2 separate regions of the Mus musculus genome follow, and region 1 is linked to region 2. Evidence: chromatin contacts called from public Hi-C data. All regions are on one chromosome and are shown on one strand. The core of a region is the stretch at or near the end of the contact, and the rest is flanking DNA. Distances in the headings are between cores, read along the strand shown. Region 1 overlaps Phactr1 (phosphatase and actin regulator 1). Region 2 has its middle 89 kb from the start of Phactr1.

Evidence for each region. Hi-C and Micro-C count contacts between places; a contact is called where the count stands out from the background.
Region 1: a contact with region 2 is called in a Hi-C map of Sertoli cells, with 7 times the contacts expected there. The contact joins two enhancer-like sites. A contact is called at or near these places in 5 of 484 Hi-C or Micro-C datasets (the HL-1 cell line, Sertoli cells, cortical neurons and 1 more), 2 of 115 datasets of contacts at active chromatin or transcription factors (embryonic basal ganglia and embryonic stem cells) and 1 of 9 other capture datasets (embryonic stem cells).

Annotation. Positions count from the first base shown.
Region 1 is chr13:42,819,188-42,826,511 of GRCm38.p6, forward strand. The region is part of intron 3 of Phactr1 (phosphatase and actin regulator 1); the gene reads left to right. Among named protein-coding and RNA genes, the nearest start is that of Phactr1, 140 kb to the left of the region's middle. Within about 2 kb of position 1,439, at least 54 of the 459 cell types and tissues checked have an H3K27ac peak or open chromatin away from gene starts, as enhancers often do. A contact at or near this core is called in Sertoli cells and cortical neurons, where this site is marked.
Region 2 is chr13:42,588,420-42,595,647 of GRCm38.p6, forward strand. No RefSeq gene overlaps it. Among named protein-coding and RNA genes, the nearest start is that of Phactr1, 89 kb to the right of the region's middle. Within about 2 kb of position 5,217, at least 18 of the 459 cell types and tissues checked have an H3K27ac peak or open chromatin away from gene starts, as enhancers often do. A contact at or near this core is called in Sertoli cells and cortical neurons, where this site is marked.

The sequences.
Region 1 (7,324 bases), core at 189-2,688, 230 kb after region 2:
TCACACTTCCAAATTTTGTCTCTGTAATTCCTTCCATGGGTGTTTTGTTTCCTATTCTAAGAAGGGGCAAAGTGTCCACACTTTGGTCTTTGTTCTCTTGAGTTTAATGTGTTTAGCAAATTGTATCTTATATCTTGGGTATCCTAAGTTTCTGGGCTAATATCCACTTATCAGTGAGTACATATTGTGAGAGTTCCTTTGTGATTGGGTTACCTCACTCAGGATTATGCCCTCCAGGTCCATCCATTTGGCTAGGAATTTCATAAATTCATTCTTTTTAATAGCTGAGTAGTACTCCATTGTGTAAATGTACCACATTTTCTGTATCCATTCCTCTGTTGAGGGGTATCTGGGTTCTTTCCAGCTTCTGGCTATTATAAATAAGGCTGCTATGAACATAGTGGAGCATTTGTCCTTCTTACCGGTTGGGGCATCTTCTGGATATATGCCCAGAAGAGGTATTGCTGGATCTTTCGGTAGTACTATGTCCAATTTTCTGAGGAACCGCCAGACTGATTTCCAGAGTGGTTGTACAAGCTTGCAATCCCACCAACAATGGAGGAGCGTTCCTCTTTCTCCACTTTAATCCCAGCACTTGGGAGGCAGAGACAGGTGGATTTCTGAGTTCGAAGTCAGCCTGGTCTACAAAGTGAGTTCCAGAACAGCCAGGGCTATACAGAGAAACCCTGTCTCGGAAAAAAAAAAAAAAAAAAAGAAAGAAAGAAAGAGAAAGAGAAAGAGAAAGAGAAAGAGAAAGAGAAAGAGAAAGAGAAAGAGGAGAAGGAGAAGGAGAAGGAGAAGGAGAAGGAGAAGGAGAAAGAGAAAGAGAAAGAAAGAGAAAGAAAGAGAAAGAGAAAGAGAAAGAGAATGAGAAAGAGAAAGAGAAAGAGAAAGAGAAAGAGAAAGAGAAAGAGAAAAAGAAAAAGAGGAAAAACCCCAGCCCTTGCCTTCATGCACGGGGTCATACTTGACCTATAACTTGATTCGTGCAATTTCTTGCCTCTCGCCAACCTCCCTTCTCATTACTTCCTCATCCCCAGGACAAACTTATTCCCTGTTAGAGGCCTTCCTTCACTGACTAGGGCGATCTTCCCCCAGAGGGAGAAAGAGAGAGAACTATCGAGCTAACACCTCCACTCCACTTCAGAAATCTGTAAGACCTCACCTTCAAAATGAGGCATATGTAAATCACTGGCTTTGAAAATTAAAACTACCCGCCATACTTTCAGTCCTTCAACCCCCTTTAGTTGTCTTTAATACCCTCTCCCCACACCCCGTAACCTCTTGGCTATTCCATGTTCTGGGGTTTATTTGTTTTCATTTAGTTTGGGTTGGCCTGTACTTGCAGGCTGCCATCTGCGGCAGTGGTACACAGACACACTGTGACTGTCATGCCAGGGTCGTGGGAGCATTCAGCTCCTCACACGAGGCATTTGTTTGTGCTGAGAACATCCAGAGTTCTCTTGGCAGCAGTTTTGAAATACACAGTGCCCTATTGTTAATCACAGCCAATCGTCCCTGCAAATGACGATCGGGTCACCTCTCCCTATCTGTGCAGCCAGAAAAGCCAGAGCTCACTCCCGTTCCCGACTGTAACTTGTGTATTATCCACTACCTGCCCCCCACCTCCCACTCCCTCACGAAGGCCTGATGGGACTGCCTATCTGCTGCTGCAGCCCAACTGCTGATAGTGATGTATGGCCCACACTGAGGCTCAGTTCTTTTTTTTCTTATGTGTAGCAGGGGAGGGGTGAGTACATGTGTACATGTGCATGCTCACGTATGCCTGCCCGCAGAGAGACGAGAGGTCAACCTCACAGTGTCTTCCTCTACCTCTCTTTGCCTTATGCTTCAACCGGCTTGTTCACTGAACCTGGCGCTCACTGCTTCAGCTAGACTGGCATCCTCCTGTCTCTGTGCCCCAGAGTTGGCGTTGCAGACCTGTGTGACTGAGCTGGTGTTTAGCGAAGGTGCTGAGTATCTGAACCTGCATACACACACACACACACACACACACACACACACACACACACACACACGCTTGCAGAGTAAGCGACGACCCCATTCACCCCACCCCCCACCTTCCAATACTATTTCTTGATGGCCGATAGAAACCCTATCTTCATTCCTTGAAATAAAAGCTCGAGAAGAATTTTTCTAAATCAGGCAGCTACGTCCTTGTTTTACCTGCTTTTCAAGGGAACCTTTAAAAAGATGTGTTTTGCACTTGGTCATCCATATTCATTGTAGTTCCCTTCTTCAAAGCCGGAAATTGGAAACAGCATAGACGTCCATCAACTGGAGAATGGAAAAAGGGGGCTCTTTTGACATATTCTTGTCTAACCTTTCACTCACCCTGCCTGAACAAGCCATTTGCCAGGCTCAGGACTCTCAGCTGCTCTAACAGCACATGGAACATGTGGGCGAGGGGTGGGGGTGAATAACGTGAGGAGTGTCATCCATTTTACAGGTCACATGATTGTTCAGCGAAACCGGAAGTTATTTAAAGCTTAAGCACCCTTTCTAGAACTTTGCATTTCATACTTTAGTACCATGCTTGGCTGCAGGGAACTGGAATGTCAGGCAGTTAAAACTCAGCTAGAAGCAGAGTCCAGGACCTTGAGAGGTGAAAGGGGTGTACATAGCTCCTCGCTGAGCCAGACAAGGCCCTGTGGCTCCAGCGGCTGTTTTATAACAGACAAACAGTGCAATGTGGGCTGAGAAACTAAAATCGGAGCGAGGCGGAGGAGGGACGAAGAGAGGAGGAGGGAGAGGGAGGATGCGTAGGGGGATAACAATGGCCACAGACTCTGCTGTCATCTCTCGGCATGCTTTTATCTGAGGTAGTGCACGTCTGCAGCCCCAGCACCCTGGAGACAAGGGCAGGGGGGAGTTCCAGTTCAAGGCCAGCCTGTGCTAAGTAACAGGGTTGTGGTTTTGTTTTCATGGGGCTTGAAGTTCATCCTCTCTCCGGACATCTGCAGAATCTCCACAAAAAATGAGCTGGGGTAATCACAGCAGAGGGGGCCAGAAGGTCACGGGCAGCAAAATAAATGCGTTGTAAGTGAACACTTAGTCTATAGGGGGGTTCCAGGCATGCAAGATGGCTCCGTGGAGAAGAGGGGACTTAAAAGTTGTATTGGGGGCCCCTTCCCAGGCCTCTCATGTAGCCTGTTGTACTTTTGAGCCACATGTTTGGGCACTTACTGTTTTCAGCCAATTCCTACGTGCCTTTCTCTTCACGCTGGCCAAAGCCCACGTGTTTTCTCCCATCCTTGCTCAGATACTCCCCTCTCTGGCCAAACAGCTCAGGGCCTCCCCTCCCAGGAAGATGGCTAGAGGACTCCCATGAGCCTCCAGACTCACCAAACCAGTCCCGACGTTCAAGGCAAAGAACATTCTAGAACCCCAATTATATCTACTTGAGACCAGTGGCACCCTTCACCTGACAGGCACAAGAGAAGATGCCTCCGGGTAACAATAACATATCTACCCAATTTGCTCGCCTGAGTGGTAGCCTACAGGGCAAAGGGATACATTCCTGTAGAAGCCTCCACACCCCGCTCACCTTTTAAGCTCTACCGCCATCTCGTGGCTGGCTTTGGTATTGCATGTGAACAACTGCGTTCACTTCTAACAGCCCCTACAAATTGCTAATTTCTTTCAGTGAGTACTTCCCGGGGGCCCTAAAACTGCAAACACGTGCAATTAGAAAGCAAGGTGATAAAGCTACACAGTAAGAAAAGCCTCTGGCTGTTATTTCAACTACTACACTTCAAACCTGAGAAAGAAGATGAGCCGTTTGCTGCCATGTAGCCAGAGGCTTCAAGTTTTTGCATTGTTCATTAACCTTTTTGCCAGGCCATGTTGTCACCGCAAAGTTCTTCTGTCTGGGAAGTAACCAGGTACTATTTCTTTGAGTGTTACCCCAGAGGAATTCAGCTTCCTCTTGTTCTCAAATGCTTTTCTATCTTCAGACAGGGTCTTTCTCTGGATAGTAAGCTGGCCTCCTACTCACCATGAGGCCCAAGCTGTCCTGCAGAGTCTTGGTCTGCCTGCCTCAGTCTCTCTAATGCTGGGATTGCAGACGTGACCCTCCACATCACCTTCTGGTGAGGTCGCCCTCCTCACCTAAACCTCTCTGAAAACATCCTCACAGGCATGCCCAGAGATGTGTCTCCTGGATGATTCCAAGTGACACACCAAGTTGTCAATGGAAACTAAGGGTCAGTGCTAGTAAAGTGGGTGTTGAAGATTTGCTGGCATCTATAGATTCGGCACTCACTACAGGCCTTAGGACATATTCCCACGGTGAAGGAAGTTGACTGGAATTCTAACATGAAGCTAGGGCTGAGAATCTGATGATCCACAGGGCTCATGCCAGGGAGATCTCACTAGTGTTCTGTGCATAGCTCCAGATGGACAGACAGACAGACAGAGTCGTGTGTACCACTGCACCTCAGAGCAGGGCTGGAAGCTCTGTGTCCTGGTGCAGCTTATAGCCATCACACTGACTTAGGGATTAGCAACAGAAGCCCTGCAAGTATCGGTAATTTATTGGATGTCACGTAACACTTCTTGTATAAGCTATAACCCTGAATTCAGGAGATATAACGACTACTCGCTGTTAGCAGACATCGTCTGTACTACTCAACATGAGCATGAATGGGCTTCAATAGGAGGGTAGGTGTGGAGAAGCATCTTGTCTTAGATTCTTTAGAAATGGGCCATGTGTTCCTTCAACTGTTGGCTTAGCCTGGTTGCTGCTAAATCCTTGCTTGTGTTTCTCAGATTTTCAATAACAAGGCACACAGATCGCTCACTCCCTCCTGACGCCCAAGGACAAATTAAATATTTCTCATGGGACCAAACTGCCAGGCAGCCCTGTGGAGTGGAAAGAGGCATAGGAGAGCTGGGTGTAATCCCAGTTCCTGAGAGACGGTGGCTAAAAATAAAAGTCAACCGCGGAGAGGCACTCACTCTTCCGTGACCAAAACACTTCTAGATGATTTCTTGGGGGAACTAAAATATCTCTTTTTAAAGAAAAAAAATAAAACATCATGAACCAGCGTCTCCTTGTCTTGCTGATTTTGATCTGGACACTTCTCTTGCCTTGTAAGCGCCATTTCTGTCCTTTGTATTTATCTAGTTATTTATTTCAAAGGTTGGGAGGTCTCTCTGGAGGATGAGAAAGTTAGCTCTCCATCTCCAGTGGGCTACGGATGCTGCTGTTCTAAGAGTACCTTCTTGGTGGTGATGCTAAAGGTCCCAGTCCTCACTTGTGGTGATTTGAATGAAAATAGCGCCAAACAGGCTGGAGGGGCCAAGAGTTCTACACTTGACTCAGCAGCAGGCAGCAGGAAGAAAGAGTGACACTCTTTAAATAAGCTCACAGGGAGTGGCACTATTGGGAGGTGTGGCCTTATTGGAGTAGGTGTGGCCTTGTTGGAGGAAGTGTGTCACAAGGGGGCAGGCTTTAACATTTCAGATGCTCAAGCCAGGCCCAGTGTCACTCTCTCTTCCTACTGCCTGCTGATTCAGATGTAAAACTCTCAGCTCCTCTGGCACCATGTCTGCCTGGATGCTGCCATGCTTCCTGCCATGATGATAATGGACTGTAGACTTCTGAACCTGCAAGCCAGCCAGAATTAAATGCTTTCCTTTATAAGAGTTGCTATGTTCCTGGTGTCTCTTCACAACAGAAACTCTAAGGCACCCTTGTTAATCAGTTCGTGCAGCATCCCACCTTAATCCACAGGCAGACCTGGGGAAGTTCTCCAGGCAGGATGGTGCCGTGCATTCTCTCAGAAGAAGCCACTTCTGAAAAGGACACAATTGAATAATGAACGCAAGGCTTCAATCTCAATTTCTGTGCCCTAATTTTACAGAATGAAAATATTTGACAGCCTCATTCCTAATTCTCACTCACCCTATGTGGGAGCATTAGTGAACAGCATATAGTGATATCTGAGATCTGAAAATGATGCCAAGGAATCAATCTATTCCTGCAGTGCAAGGGGTGCCTCCTACTGGAAGTTAACCCTGTTTTGTTGGGCCTTGCATCACCCTGTCCTACCTTAGCCAGGGTTTCTCAGCTTCCCTGGATAGCTTTTCCTGCTATTCTCAAACCCATATGCATCCCATTCATAGTAAAGAAGATGGAACTTGCATAACTTCTCCGAAATCGTATTATTGCATAGTCTATTACTCCAGTGTGCCCACCAGACAGACACTATCTATCAATCTATCAAACAATCGATTGATCTATCTACCTACCTACCTACTCTCGCTACACTTAGCTTGCTACCCACTTTCTTTCGCCCTTCACTTATATCTTCAACTTTGTTTCCCCTCCATCCCCCGCTCCCGTTACTCCGCTAAACGGTCACCCAGTATGGCCTACTCCCTTGCCCCAGAATGCACTGGGCATTTGTAAGTTTGTGTTCTATAAAACCTGGGGGAAGGAGGACAGGGAACAGCGTTCAGGAGTTAGACCTCTCCTTTGGTTTTCCTCTGCCTGCAGGCCACTACATTCTTTAGCTTCTTGCCCTTCCATCTGCTCACAGAAGCCCCGCGGTTACGCTCAGGCTTGCCCTAGAGGCTTGTCTCTCTTGTCCACAACCCCCCTACACAGGGAACTCCCCACTTGCACATCTCTGGCTATCAGCCGATGGTTTGTAAAACCCCACATCAACCCTGGTTGCTCTTCCTCTGTCCCTCTCTGTGGCTGATGCTACTTTAGCCCAGGTCACTGGCATCACCCCACACTGGTACCACTCCTACCACATCCAGACTGGTACAGTCCTTTAGTTCCTGATCCAGCCTCCATGCTCTAACAACCACAGCGCTACACACCACACAACCTGTCTCTCTCCCCTGCACCCTCCCCCCTTGGCCACAGAGAATGTGCTTTCGTTTTCATAATGCAAACCCCTTAGCAGATGTTCTAGAAGGTTCTTTGGAATTGCCTATAAATCTTCGTTTAAGTTCTTCTACCACTCCGTCCACGCGGCCCCTGCGCTGGACTCTGGACACTGAACTCGGGGCACACAGTTCCCATACCTTCCTCACATCAAGCCCTTTGTCCATGCTGTGTCCTGGGTCTGAAGGGCAACTCCCCAACAGAACCAGCCCAAATGCTCCTTTGCCAACATCTACTCCCATACCGAGCTCCTGATAAAGACCCCATAGATACCTTAGGCTCTGACAGTGGCTTCCTGGCATTCCCCCCAAGTCCCAGGGCCTTGCATTCCACTACGTAGTACTTAACATTGCCGAGTTTGTCTGTGTCTTTCCTGATTTCAGATCAACCAAGGTTGACTGA
Region 2 (7,228 bases), core at 3,967-6,466:
GCCCTGAAGTAAGCTTCTTTATTTTCGATAGATAAACAGGCCTAAGGAATATCTGCAGACTCTTCTGGAAGTACTTTGTCGTTTGTAACTTGGTGGTAAGGGTTAAGAGATTTGCCTCCAACACAATGTCTTCTAAACACACACACACACACAATCACATATACAAACACACACACAAGCACGCACACATAAACACACACAAACACACACACACTAAAAACCCACCAAGACCCTTTCCATCATTCAGAATTTCCCTTTCAGCGTTTCTTCTTACAACCATTCTGACCCCAAGATGTCCTGAGAGCTCAAACATAGCCAGTTATATAAGCATGCCCAATACCTGCTTTTCAAAGCGTCATCTTCTCAAGTGTTCATTTTTTATTTCTTTTTATGCTTACTCATCCTCTATATTATTGAGAGCTCGCCTTATTTATCCTTAGTCGGCCCCCAGCTTAAGACGCTTCCGCTTCTCCTGTTGTCCATGTTTTCAGGCGAAGCTGAGGATGCGTGAGGCTGCTGCTTTCTCGCCATCAGATTTAATCACTGCAATTCCTACTCCGTATTTAAGACTGTAGTGATTGTCTTACAGCCTCCCACAGGAAGTGGTCTTAGTAAACAGCAAGTAGTGACTGACACACAATTGGACAGCTAATACATTTTTGTTGTTGTTGCTGTTCCTTTGAATGTTGCAGATCAAATCCCGAGCCTCATAGTTTTGCCTGTGCTAGACTATAGTGAATATGCTTGCTTACTTATAGGTTTGAAATATTTGTATATAAGGCAGATACAAAAGTATTCTTTTTATAAGGATTTGTGTATCTTTAATAAGTATAAGTATTTTGCCTACATGCAAATATGTCTACCACTTGCTTGCAGTACCTGCAGAGGACAGAAGAGGGCATCAACCCCCCCTAGAACTGGGGTTACAGGCAGTTGTGAGTCACCTTGTGGATGCAGAGAGCAGATCCCGGACCCCCTGCAAAAGCAAGGGGCCCTAACCACTGGGCCATCTCTCCAACCCCACAACCATATCTTGAACTAGAAAGAAATTAGTTCACAACACAAATTTATGAGTAACCTTTTGAGATGAATAGTCAAAGTTGTCATTCGTTAAAGCCATTTTTTTTAATTCCAGGGAAGTAATTAAACCAGACATAGTTTTCACTGGAAAATGCTTAAATCTGATTAGATGTATAATTCTGTTCCGTGGGGTTTAGTGGTAGATTTAGCTCCAAGGAACTTCAAAACTCTGAGGAGGATACCAGAGATGTCATTGTGCCTTGGAAACCTTGCAGCTGCTTGTGTTATGTGGCCTTTGCTCTACCTTCTCCCTTTTAAGTACCGGTGAATGGGTTCAAGGCCCTTTGTCCCTTGTCAATTGTTTAGCTCAGTAATTTGCTGCCACCTAGTGTCCTGGGTAAAGTGTCATTTTTGAAACTGACAGTAATGGAAAAAATGGTCCCAACTATCTAGAAACTATAGACTCTAAAAGGCCGGAACTCCGAGAGACATGGTAATAATGTCCACTGATGCGGTAGCATGATAGCCAAGCTTCATGAATGTGTGTCTTACAGTAGAAGGGAGTGAACTGGAAAACTTAGGGTTTCAAATCCAACTGAACCACTCATGTCTCTCCTCACACCTTTCCACACATCTTGGTTTCAATCCTCGTAAGCTAATGAAGAGAATTCTCCTAGTTCAGGCCTGATTGAATAGTTAAAACACTCACAAAATATCTGGTAGAATTTCAGAAGGGTTTACGTGGAATTGGGGTTACCATTTTCAGTGACTCTTTGGGATGGAGGGCCAGCCTATAGCCAACATTCCATCTGATTTTCTTTATGATTAGACTTCCTCCATTCTATGTTCCTATTTGTATGTATGCAGCTGCAGTTGGCCTTTGGAAGTCTGGTTCTTCCTAAGATCTAACAACAGTGAGCCTGTTCCACTCATAGCTCTTCTGAAGAATAGGTTTTATTTTGGGAAATGAACACCACGCTGTTACATAAAGTCTGATTGATAGGCATTGAGGTGGGCAGAAGTTATCAAAGTCTGAAAGTCAGGTGCTCGGAGGGGAAAGAATGTATTATCATTAATGAGGAAGGAGGATGGGCTTGTCTAGGCTGACTGAATGATGGGTTGGCAGTATCAGGCCCCGGCAGTTGTTCTTACACGCTGAGTCAGCATCCTGAAGACCTTAACTCTACTCAACCCTTCTCAGGATATGTAAGTACCGCTTGTCAAAAGGAGTCACCACCAGTCTCTGTCTGGCCACAAGCAAAGTCATTTCTGTTTATTCCCCAGATCTCACTCAACTAGAAAGCTAGATGGAGTGACTTCATCGAATCAACCAAAAGTGAGTCAAGGGGGTATAAATGAGGAGAAGCAAAGGGAAGGAAGGAAGCGAGGAAGGAAGGAAGGAAGGAAGGAAGGAAGGAAGGAAGGAAGGAAGGAAAAGGAAGGGAAGTGGAAGGGAGGAAGGAAGGTAGGAAAAGGGAGGGAGGGGAGGGAAAGGAAGGGAGGGAGATAGGGAGGGATGGAGAAATAAATAAAGGATAGAAGGAAAGGAAGCAGACATAAGGAAGGAAGAAAAGAAGAAAGATCAGGCTCAGTGTTATGTCCTCTCTAGTGTCTGTCTCCCTTCCTGTCTCTACTCTTACTCCCTTAATGATTTTACCATAATCTTACACTCACCCATTCTCCATTTCTGTCATGCACACATTTATTCCCCCACACGCACTTCTTTCACTTCTGCAAGAAGTATGCTATAGAATCACTCCCCCAACAGCAGAGCAATACTTGATCTCGGTAAGCCTCCACTTCTGAAACCAATGGGTCCTCGACAGACTTAACGATTTCTTGTAAATGTTCCTCACCTTTTCCCTTCATAACTATGGGCTTCCAGTGCTGGGTCCGTGATCAGGACAAACAAAACACGAATCTTCACTTCTATCATTCCGAACCCTGCTGTCTAAGCAGCTTCCTTTCTCAGAGTAGCCTCCAATACAAGCTGTACATTTTCGAGTTAGATGATTAAGTTTTAGGCTACATGGAAGAAGAGTAAATCATATACCAATTCTGATCTTGGTGGTTTTAAATTTGTGCCTATGTGTCTGATGGCACTCTTAACGAATTCATTCTTAATGAACAAAACTATAGATTAGCATTGACAAAAAATTTCCAAAGTGGAAAATCCTAATGTAGATTGCATGCACGTGTGGTTGAGCAGACCATCCTTAGTATTGCTAGGATTGTTTCCAGGGCCCCCACAAGTAAACAAATCACCCTGGTGTTCAATTCCCTCATATAGAACAACATGGTATCTTTGTAGAACATGAACTCCTGCATAATGGAAGCCATTGTTAACTTATAATGCACAATACCATGAGAACAGTATATATATATATATATATATATATATATATATATATATACACTCACACACATATATATGTGTTTGTATAGTCATGCTACATATATATACATATATAGTCATATATATATACACTCACACACATATATATGTGTTTGTATAGTCATGCTACATATATATACATATATAGTCATATATATATATATATATATATATATATATATATATATATATATCTTCAGCTATAGATAGACACGTACATATTAGCACACATGTGACAGATGTGAGGCCAGCGATATGAGTCTGTAATTAAATATTAAAGGCAATGAAAGTGTTTTTTTCCCTGAAAAAAGCACCTTGAATAAAATTTCCCTGTACAGAAATAGAGCTGACAATTTCTAAGACTTGTAACATACATTATGAATATAAAGTGTCTTTTTCTTCTAGTGTTTAAAACTACTGCTGACACTCTATTATATAAAGCAGGCTTCAAACATGTGTAAACCCTTCTTTATCAATATAACCAAAGGGTTTTTTTTTACACTTTTGTTTTTATCAATATAACCAGCAACACTCCTCAGATAGGACAGTGACTCTATTGAAGTGCTCTTGGTAGGACATTAAGAATAACCCTTTCTGTAAAGAAAAGATGAAAAGCAAAGTCCTTGAGCCCAGAGACGCACACATTCCAAGAGTATGAGGGAAGAGCCTTGAGTGGGGCTTGAGGAGAGCCGAGCGTGGGTACCGTGCTGCTGAGCTGTATCTGCGAGAATGGAAGAGGCAAAGAAGCCAAGGCATTATCACGTCTTCTGATATCCACATATAAAATTCACTTCCATGGTAATTTTGTAAAACTTTGAAAAGATTGTCAGTATTGTATGCTATCTGAAACAATGCAGGCTTTCTCTTCATACCTCTGACAGTCTCAGGTTGTAAATAAAACAGACTCAAAAGAGACAGATGCATACATCTAGGTTTTGGTCATGAAACTTGTTCATCTCAAGGCTGTCAGTCCCAAAAAACAAAAAACAAATTGTGAAAATGAACTGAACTAGGCGGTTTTCTTGTTTCCTAACAAGTCTGGCTTCTATGAACCTTCTCTTAGCCGCTTACTCTATGAGAACCCAAATACAGAAAAGGGAGGTGGCCTTTTAGCTCAGCTCTCCAATCAGGCTATCTATCTAAACCAAACTGAAAGTTACCTTGTGTCCTGTTTCACCCAAATGGGACATGGAAATTGAGCTAAACCTCCCACTGGAGGGAACAAGACTGGACCAGAATGACAAATTGTAAGCCCGTGACTCAAGGCTGACCATAGACCAACAACAGGAAATGTCCATGAGGCTTATCACGCTGCTTATGGAAAACCCTGCACTGGGACTTATTTACTCTTGACAATGGCTTACGTTCTGGAATTTCCTTCTTCTGTGCTACATTGTAGTGTGAGTGCCCTTGAACCAGTGGAGAAAGATAGAGGCTGAGTTGATAGACAATCCAAAGCATGAATCACCAGAGACTACTTGACTAGTTACATGGTAGCTAGTAAACTGCCATGCCCGCCAGTCCCCTGTTAGAAACTAGAGATAAAGTACAAAAGCACTCACGTTTAACCATGGCTCAGAGTCTTTGGGACTTAGGCGACAGCAGATAGAAATGGAATAAACAATTCTAGTGAGGATGCAAGTAGATAAAACCTAAGAGTCTGGCTATGTTAACACCTCCGGTAGTAAAGCCTTTCCCTGAGAGCCAACAGGTACCATACATAGCCAGGGAAGCCACATGATGGGGAACTGTGAAGTCTGAGACATCCGAAATAGACATCCTGCCACAGTCTGCCTCATTATGAAACATTCCCCAAACACACTTTCGTAATAGACTCTGTAAAAAGCAGTTCTCGTGGGGAAAGCACAGCTCTGCCAAACCTGCTTAAAATCAATTTTGTGAACTGCAAGGCAGTCTTGGCAAGTCCAACTTTCATCACCTATTTGGCACATACCGGACTAGCATATCTGGAGTAACATTTATTACTTTATCTAAATGCGGCCCTTGGGGTCTGGGAGATGGCTGCACTGGGAAAAATTAGCTAGGGACATATAGGAAAGGTCTTTTATGCTAATTTTTCATGTTCTTGCTATTGCTTCTCAAGTGTTGTTTTCTCCGAAGGGAGAGCTGAAGTGAGGTTCCTCTCCATCTGTTTTGGCAGAATCGAGGCATCTGTCAGGGCTGAGCCCACCTTTCCCTCAGCTGCGACTACACAGAGTGATGTCCCAGCATCTCATCCAACTGCATCACCACGTAGATTCACAGCTACACACCCAACAGGATAACTTCTCTAGACAATGTTTGCTACAGGGTAGGCAAGTTGATTGACGTTTTCAAATCTCTATTAGGCACCTTTCCGCGCATGTCATAGTATAAACATTAATTTCTCAGCTATCTTGCCCAAAGTTCCAAAATCACACAAAAAATAAAAAGGTGTTTATGATACCTCAAAAAGGGTTTTGGCAGTGGAGATAAAGGCAGCATATAAAGTTTCAATACATCAAAGAAAGGGAAAAAATATTTTGGGAGCCTATCAGTATTCTCTTTGATGGGGTTAGAAGTAGCAGTTGGGTAGGTAAATATTTCTTGGCTCAGACAGAATAAAATGTTTCTATAAAGGGGAGAAAAGTTAGGCTTAAGTAAAGTAAAAACCAAATATGACAGTCAAGAGTGTGGTTCAATAGTGGAGCACTTGGCTAGTACAAACAAGGGACCTAGGTTCAACTCCCAGCATCAGAAACAAGCTAGCTAACTAAACGGGAACAGCTCTGTACCAAAGCAATCTCTCTTAAAAGTGAATGGAAATATCATAGACTCAGAAAACAATGACATATACATATACATAATATACAGTCATTACAAACCACTAATTTTTTTTAAAAATGTGATAAATATGAGTGAACATTCTAAATAGACATATTTCCCAGAGAAGTACAGTAGCAACCTATAAGCACACTAAAGACTTAGCATCACTATCACCAGCCATAAGCCTTCGAAGACTACTCACAGCAATGCCCAAATTCAAAAGCTCTGATAATACCAAGTGTTGGCAAGGATACAGAGCACCAGAAACACACGGGCACTGCTGGCCATAGTGTGTATAGTAAGGCCCTTTGGAGAACTTACTTCCAGCAATTCCACTCCTACACAGTCTCATGTGCCACTCACTGAGAAAAGTACATCTTGATGACGCTGACACTGGGAAGACACCATAGAGAACATTTAGGCAGATGCAGACCATGTAGGTAGGGCAGGTATTCTATACAGTCTGTCCCTGCAATCAATCAAATAATACTCTGGACGAAGCCACTGACAGCAGCACACAAACCCTTATTTTATAGGAAACATGTGTTTTTCACAAGTCGCAGGATTACTCTCTAAAGTAGAAACAACATACAATCATAAACAAACAAACCATAAAATAGTCATTTTTAATCATTGCCAAATATCACTGTGTTGTGACGACATGCCCTGTGCCTTTATGTGGACAGTAGTTTATTTACACCAGTGTCACCACATACACACGAGGAAAGCCTTGCATGACAAAGGCATAATGGATACAAAGTCCCTAGAGGATAGGATAACAGCTGTTCCATTATAGTCTTAACATAATCAGCTGTTGCTCAACATGTCACCATATAATAAGTAACTATATTTAATCATAGAAAAGTTGTGCCATATATACACAAGAGTGTGACTTGTACAAATATATATCACAACTATATTCATGATAATCCCAAGCTGAAATGGCACCAATGCCTGTCCATGAGAAATGAATATATGATTCATGATGCATTCATATGAAGGAACACT